Linked DNA regions of Rattus norvegicus: region 1 is linked to region 2. Evidence: chromatin contacts called from public Hi-C data. All regions are on one chromosome and are shown on one strand. The core of a region is the stretch at or near the end of the contact, and the rest is flanking DNA. Distances in the headings are between cores, read along the strand shown. Region 1 holds the start of Agap1 (ArfGAP with GTPase domain, ankyrin repeat and PH domain 1). Region 2 has its middle 160 kb from the start of Sh3bp4.

Region 1 (3,930 bases), core at 955-3,454, 220 kb after region 2:
GGCCCTGGGGTTTGATTCCCAGCCCAGAATAAACTAGGTGTTGGTAGTACATGTCTATGACCCTAATTACATTTGAGAGGCGTGGGAAAGATCAGAATTTAAGGTTAACCTTGGCTATATAGCAAATTTGAGGCTGGCCAGGGCTGTGTGAGTCTTAAAAAAACGAAACCAAAACTAGAACCAACCAAACAACCTGAAAAACCAAAGCAAACCAAACAACAACACAAGTTGAGGAAATGGAGACTCTGCCCAGCTCTTGGTAAACAAGTAAGCCAGGAGGGCTGGGGGAGCCAGAGAGGATGGGTGGCATAGGAGGGAGGGTTTTGAGCAGAGGAGAGTCAAGGCTTAGGCTTAGAGTCTCACTAGAATTATTTTCTTGAGAATGGTTAGTGAGGAAACAGGAAGAAGGCCTAGGTTAGTTCTCAAACACTAATTCAGAGACTATATAATTAAGCCTTAGCAGAGTGACAGAAAGTGAGCAGATTCTGGCTGGTCCAAAGGCAGAGCTGACGTTCTGGGATCTAAGAGGACACGAGCAGAAAAGACCACACACTGCAGTTTCAGATCAGTGAACAAAGATCTGTACTGCCTGGGACTGGGGTGGGAAGAGGTTCACAGGCATGGGGACGATGTCCGATTTTTATTTTATTTTATTTTATTTTATTTTATTTTATTTTATTTTATTTTATTTTTTTGGTTCTTTTTCTTCGGAGCTGGGGACCGAACCCAGGGTCTTGCGCTTCCTAGGTAAGTGCTCTACTATTTTATTTTTTTAAAGCAGGGTCTCACCTTGAGTCCACAGCAATCCTCTGGTTTCGGTCTCTTGAGCGCTGAGACTACAGGATGTCCAACATGAGAAAAGTTATGTTCAACCCAACAGTTGGATGTGAAGAGGAGGGGGATGTGAAGAAGATAGGTTTGGGACAGAACATTTAGTCTCATCAACTTCTATACGGTATTCAAAGCCATAAGAGAGGCAAATAAAACAGGTCTAAGGACTAGTCCCAGGGTCATCCATATTTAAAGCTTAGGGAAGTACAAAGGAACCCCCAAAGAGATCGAGAAGCCAGATGTGAAGCAGGGGAGGCCCTGGAACTACTTCACAAAGAGTTGGGGTTTCAAGGTGAAGTAGGGACGAATTGCTTACAGTAGGATGAACCCACATGCCAGTATCTCTACTAGCGTCACTCTAAGGGCAAAGTCAGAGGCAAGTCACAGAACAAGTCAGGGCCTCTGTTGTGTTAGGGACAAGGAAGGCGGAACAGTACACCTACCTGACAAATACTGGAACCCGGAAGAGTTCCAAGAGCCAAGAACTAGACTGCCTGGGTCCCTGGGCTGTCCATTAGCTTACATTTGAACCTGGTAGGGCACAGGACATTTGAATGTTTATGAAACACCCCTGCACGGCGAGACAGGGACTCTGCCACAGTGCATTGATCTAGGACCTTTAAGGCCTCGGACTCACCCTGAATTCTTGGAAATTTACAACCTAATTCACTCGGAGACGTTGGGATGACCTCTCAGCTGCAGTGCGGTCCAGCTTCATGAGCTCCTGGACTGAGCTAAAGTAGGGTAGTGTTGAGCGCTCGGAGGGCTGTGGCTTGGAGGCTACAACTCAGTTGTGCAACCTTTTCGTGGAGAAGCCTAGAAGACCCCGTGGAATCCCGTCCCACCTACCATCCCCGCCTCAAGTTCAGTTTCTTGATCAGGACCCCGTGTATCCCATGGGAAGGGAAGTAACTCGCCTGCTGGGTTCAGAAAAGGAGGCAGAAAGTTGTCAGGCGGGGGAGGGGACCCTGCGTGTCGCAGAGGTTCCTTAAGCGCTCTGCTGGCAAACAAACAAAAGCGCGGGGCGGGCGGGCTCGCGCGCCACCTTGTCCGTACGGAGGCGCTGGGGCTGGCACGGGGCAGTGGGGATAACAGAGAGGGCCCAGGGCTCTCAGCACTCAGATCAGCAGGCTTTAGGGGCGTCCGGGCATCCCGCGGGGCCCGCCCAGTGCGCTGCGACGCGAGCGCAGAGCGCACCCCACGCGCGCGGGCCGGTCGGCGCGATGGACTACAAGTCCCAGCAAGCCCAGAGGCAGCGCGGGGCGGGGTCTGGCGCAATTCCCCGGGATCCGGCGCGCTGGGAAGCGCCGCGGAGGACGCAGCGGCGGCCGGAGGGCGGCGAGCGCGGGCGGGGGCGGGGCCGACGTGGGCCAGAGCCCTGCGTGCCAGGGAGGGGGCTGGCCGGGCAGCGGCGGGCGGCGCTCGGAGCGGTCTCCGCGGCTGGCAAGGCGCCCACAGCTCGGTCTCGGCTCGGCGGACGGCGCAAGGCAGCTGAGGGCCCCGGAGCGCGCGGTAGCACAGCGCTCACAAGCGCGCGGACCCAGCCGCAGCCGTGCGCCCCGGAGCAGAGCGGCCACTGCCCGGGGGCCTCGGCCCCGGCACTCGCAGCGCGGCGCTGCCTGCGCTTTAATGGCTGCTCGGCCGGCCGGCGCGTAGGGGTGCAGGCGGCTGCGGCGCGGGAAGGCGCCCGAGCAAGCCTCCTCCGCGGCCGGCCGCGCTCCATGGCGCCGCGGTCTCCCCGGACGGCCCGCTGACCCGGGACGCTGGTCCCTGGCATGAACTGAATCCCTCTACTGCTTCATCCTCGGCTTTCTTTTTTGCGCCTCCTCGGCTCCGTGCTCTCCGGGGGCTGCGGCGCCCCGGGTCTCGGTAGCCCGCGGGGCTCCGGGGCGCGGGGCGGCGGCGACGGGGGGCGCGCGGCTTTGGGCGCCGCGCCTGCACCATGAACTACCAGCAGCAGCTGGCCAACTCGGCTGCCATCCGGGCCGAGATCCAGCGCTTCGAGTCGGTTCACCCCAACATCTACTCCATCTACGAGCTGCTGGAGCGCGTGGAGGAGCCGGTGCTGCAGAACCAGATTCGGGAGCACGTCATCGCCATCGAAGGTGAGGGCCAGACCGCCCGGGGCTTCTGGAAAGCGCGGGGGAGCGGGCGCCCCTGGCGCGGCGGGGTGTGTGCGCGCTTGTGTGTTTGCGTGTATACACACGCGGCTGCCCGGCGGAGAGAGCACTGCGGTGCCTCTTGTCCCGCAAGGCCGGCCAGTCTGCCAGGGAAGATGGATTATCGGCGTTCATTTGATAATGGACAATGGAGTCTCTCCTGTGAGAAAGTGGCACGGTGCCGCCAGGTCCTGGGCCTCCCGCATGTCCCGTCCGGGCCCAGCAGACGCCTGGGGGCAGCTGCTTGGGATGGCGCCACAGGATCCATGACAGGTTATCAGGCCTGGCCTGAGCGTCTTCCATGGACGTTGAAGATGTGTTTTGAGAAGCGCTGCTGCTGGGGGTGCTGTTCTGGCCAGCTTATTCAGTTGCTTCACGGCTGTCTTTTTTTCCCAGTTCGCGGATACAGGGGAGGCATTTGGATTTGGCGCATGTAGGAAGCCAATGGGACCGAGGCAGCATCATGTCCCAGTGCTGCTGATCAGGCTGGCCTTGTACAAACGCTGGGCGTTTTGCATTAAAGTCAAAGTATAACCTTTTTAGGGAGGCAGGACACCTTGATATTCTCTTGCTGAAGGGGGCACTTTAATACACCTGCCACTTGGGAGCTACCCAAGAGGAGGAAAAGTGAATGATCCTGCTGTCTTTAAGCCTGTGTTTGCCTGGAACACTGTTCTAACCCCTCAGTGTCAGCCAGGGCAGTATCGCTGCAGGGGAGGATGGAGCTGGCAGCTTTGCCCTGGCCTGTGTTCTCTTTGGACTACCAATGGCTCACGTTTCTCCCCTACTAGGTCCCTGAACTGTTTCCTTGGATTGTTTCTCTGGGCCTGCCATCATTTACCTGGGGGAGCAGGTGGCATCTAAGTGGGCAGTGTGTCATAGTTCAGCCAGTAGATTAGCAGCCTGTCCTCTTGAGTTGCTGTTGGCCAGTGACAGTAGA
Region 2 (4,080 bases), core at 1,262-3,761:
GGAGATTCGAGTTCCTGAGTCTTATGGAGTGTCCCAGCATGAATGGTTCGTGGAAATGCATGCTTCGATTATTTCCTACCAGTGAACCAATGATTCCAACGTACAGACAATCTGTTTCCAAGCATCTGGGTACTGAAGTGGAGAGCTACTCCTGTGCCATCCACAAGAGGAAGCCACACCAGTATCTCTGACCCTGGGGCTGACCATGTGTGAGGCCAGGATAAGCATTTCCCAGGCAAGGAGAAGCTGATGGGCCCATCCCTAAGCAGTCATGTGTGTCACAAACTCTCTGGTTAAGCTTCCGATTTGAGAGCCCAGAGATCCCTTTCTATTGCTTAGATAACCAGATGCGGCTTCAGGTTAAAGCCAAGCAAACAATTTTGAGTGTCAAACTGGTACAATTTGTAAATCAGCAGTGCCCAAGATTACTGCCACAGCCTCATGTGTCCTGCAGAGCTCTCTGGCCAGCCTGCTGGTGATGAGGCTCATGGGAGAGAGCCTCCTCCAGTATTCTGGGTGAGTTGCTGCCTGGGAGGGAGTTGGTCCTATACTGAACAAATACTGCTCTGGGTGGTTTCCCACAGCAAAGCTTTTTCCCAAGGGCGGAAACACATTTGCTGCCATTGATCACTACTACTAGCACACACACACACACACACACACACACACACACACACAGGCATGTCTCTGTGCATATACATACACACATATTTCTGTACTTATACAAGCGTGGGTATGTACACATTCAAACATGCCTACACACATACATACACACACAAATGTGGATTTACATACACATGTCTTTTACATGCACACAAACATGTGTCAGCATTATACACAAACACATACATACGAGTAAGCTAGCCTGAAAACTTGCATATGGCTTCAAATGTCATTAAGATGCTAATGAGCCCACTCAGGTCTCTGGTCCACCCAGACCTTTACTCTGCTCTTGGAGAGCTTTGTCTGTTGGCCATGGCATGACCCTCCTGGATGTTTCACAGGCTCTGTGTTTGGCACAGTACTACTAACACTCCCCCTTCCAAAGCCCCAGCTCCATCTTCAGCATCACCCATCCAGCAGTTTGTTGGGAATCAACTCCGAGGCTTCTCTACTCAGTGGCCTCTCGCTCTCAACACACTAGCAGTTCCCATCCAGTGCCAAAGGCCTGGGGGATTCTAAGAGCTGCTGGTCTTCAGTCTATATTAGCTTCAAGACAGTTCTAATATTATTGAAGGACTCAGCAGCAGCAATGGGGTAGATGAACCTATCAGTGAGAGTGAAAGCCAATTAGGAAAAAAAAGTCAAAGATCTTCTCTTTCCACGTTCTTTATCTGGCCTGCTACCAGAAGGCACGGCCCACATTTAGGGGTCTTCCCACATCAGTGAAGACAATCGAGCAACCTTCCACAGACAATCTGCCAATCTGATATAAACAATCTCACTGAGATTCTCTCATCCACAGCGATTCTAGGTTATGTTAAATTAACAGAGTTTACCATCACAAAGATTAATGGATGGGTTACATATACTATGCAGATACACTGAAGAAAAGGATAATCCACATTCCAGAGGGAAAAAGAGACTTCCTCATGATACCCAGAGTGGCTCCCACTTTCAAATCCTAGGACGGCTCCTTTCCTGGTGCTGCTTGACTCGTTCGTTATTCCTGACTTCCTTCCTGCCACTTCCGACTACACTTCTGCTGTGTGCTCACTCACAACTGCCTTCTCCTTGGTGTCCCCTTGCTTGGCACATTTTCCCGGTCCCCTTCCCAGGGAATTCCCTTAGCAAAATTCTGAATGCAGTAGAAAGCCAGTGGCTCCAATTCTTGACAGACCAGCTCCAAAGTCACCTTGAAAAAACAAGAACACCAGCAGTGGCCACTGTAAAGCATTCGCATGTGGGTAAAGCTAGGATGATGGGGTGCTCCATGCTCCCCAAACTGGGCGAGACCCAGAGACCATCCAGGTGTTGAACCATTCTGGATTGATCTCCTGCCAATCTGGGTCTTTGTAGGAAACGACTGGGTTATTCCACTCAGGGCCTGGCCTGACCAGGAGGATTCTGTGTTACTTCCCACTCTGTTCCCTCCCGTCTGTGGCTGCTGGAGAAGTCTGACTAGCAAAGAGAAAGCCTGGGGGTTTGTCTGGTGTCTTCACAGGCAATGCCTGCATCCATCACTACCCCTGTAAGAGGAGCTGCAGCTGCTGCTGACATCAGGAAAAGGCAAACCTCACTGGGGACAAGGCACAGACTCTTGTCCAGCACAGACAGCAAAGAAGCCACCATCAAGGACTCAGGTGTGGGGCCACTGCGGGAGCGGTGATATGAAGCAAGGGTCTGACACAGCCCCTGAACACCTGTTAGCACAACTCCTGGGTCCCTAAGGGCTCAGAGGGTCTAGAATCACACATACCTTCTGCTATGACAGTGTCCTCTAGGCCAGCCATAAATCATTGGATTTTTTTTCACAGTGTTTGGACACTAGATGTCACTGCAGGAAAAAAGTCTGACCAGGAAACCCATGCAAGGGAGAATGATGCTAAGTGAATGTTTTGGCTAGCAAGGAAGCAGTTGCCCTGACAACAGGCAGCCTGCTAAAGAACTTCCTCCTTTTTGAACAGCCTGTGGCCTCGGGGTGATGTTCTGGTCAGCAGCCAGGAAGGGGATGCTGATCCTGTGTATAGGGAGGGATGGAAGATGAAAGACAGACAGGAGGGAAGAAACAAAGAGAAAGGGTTGGCAAGGTGGCTCAGAGAGCATAGGCGCTTGTCCCCAAGTCTAACGACCTCCGTTTGATGCCTTGACCACACACAGTAGAAGAGAACCCTGACTCTGACTCAGACTCTAGGACTTTGGCCTTTTCTTGTGAACCATGACATCACACCCCCCAAATACACATTTAAAAATTATATATATAATATATATATAATTTGTATATGTATTTTGCCTGCTTGTATGTCTGTGTATTGTGCAGCCTTTATGCCCATAGAGGCCAGAAGAGGTTATTAGAGCCCCTGGAACCAGAGATATAGCTGTAAGCTGCCATATGGGTGCTGGGAATCAAAATTGGGTCCTCTGGAAGAGTAGTGGGTGCTCTTAACCGTTGAGCAATCTCTCCAGCTCCTAAAAGACTTTATAAAGGGAGAAAGAGAGACACACAGAAAGAGGAGGAAGACAGACAGGCAAAAAGGCAGAGACGTACATGGAGAGAGACAAAAATGGAGACATAAGGCAGAGACAGAGAGAAGACAAAGGAGGGAAGACACACACACCCAGGGGGAGAGACAGAGAGATACAAAGGCAGAGACAGACAGAGGGAGGGAGAGATGAGAGAGGTAGGGAGGAAAGGAGAGAGGGAGGGAGGAAGGAAGGAAGACAGAGGCAGACACAGTGAGGGGCTCTCAGGAGACATGCTTTGAGCCTAAACCCTCATCAAAGGTGCATATGGAAGTGACTTCCCCCCAAGTTGTTCTAGTGATGATGATCTCTGTTGGCTACTGCAGTTATCTACAGAAGTTAAAGCCAAGAGCATGGCCAAAGAGATTGCATTAACCTTCCACCTAGCTCCACACAGACTCCTGTTTGAGGGGGATTTAATGTTTGGCCACCGAATATTCAGAAACCTTTTCGCTAGCCACATCTTTCGTGTCCCCCCACATTCGTTCTTTTCGTGGCTCTGTGTGGGGTCATGACCTACAGTTTAAGAATCTGTGATTTACATGGGGCTTCCCTCCTGCTTCGTCACAAGTGGTCCCTAGAGAGTGTGAACTTGAACCCCAGTAAGTCTAGAGAGGCCAGGACGTGACTTCTCTGGGGATAGTTGTGTTTTGAGAGGAAACTTCTTATTGAAACTCATCCTTCCTTGGTGACTAGATGTCTATGATTGGAGAAGGTGAACAATGGGGCATAAACCTGGAATTGTGAAAGTTCAGTACTGGAGCTCCAGCAAGGTCTTGGGCAAGGTCCTTCGAGAAGCCCAGGGTGCAGCAGGGGAACCAGATGCTTTTCAGAAGCTCCGGGATGCTTCTTGAGGAGAGGCGCTGGAAGAAACCACCCCCCAAAAAGATCAGGAGA

Evidence for each region. Hi-C and Micro-C count contacts between places; a contact is called where the count stands out from the background.
Region 1: a contact with region 2 is called in a Hi-C map of Schwann cells, with 6 times the contacts expected there. The contact joins the promoter of Agap1 here to the enhancer-like site in region 2. A contact is called at or near these places in 3 of 12 Hi-C or Micro-C datasets (Schwann cells, frontal cortex and mammary epithelial cells) and 1 of 1 datasets of contacts at active chromatin or transcription factors (oligodendrocytes).

Annotation. Positions count from the first base shown.
Region 1 is chr9:97,485,202-97,489,131 of GRCr8, forward strand. It overlaps Agap1 (ArfGAP with GTPase domain, ankyrin repeat and PH domain 1), which reads left to right and starts at 2,205. Exons shown (of 18, transcript NM_001401593.1): 1 at 2,205-2,936. The coding sequence starts at 2,774.
Region 2 is chr9:97,263,345-97,267,424 of GRCr8, forward strand. No RefSeq gene overlaps it. Among named protein-coding and RNA genes, the nearest start is that of Sh3bp4, 160 kb to the left of the region's middle. Within about 2 kb of position 2,512, at least 16 of the 93 cell types and tissues checked have an H3K27ac peak or open chromatin away from gene starts, as enhancers often do.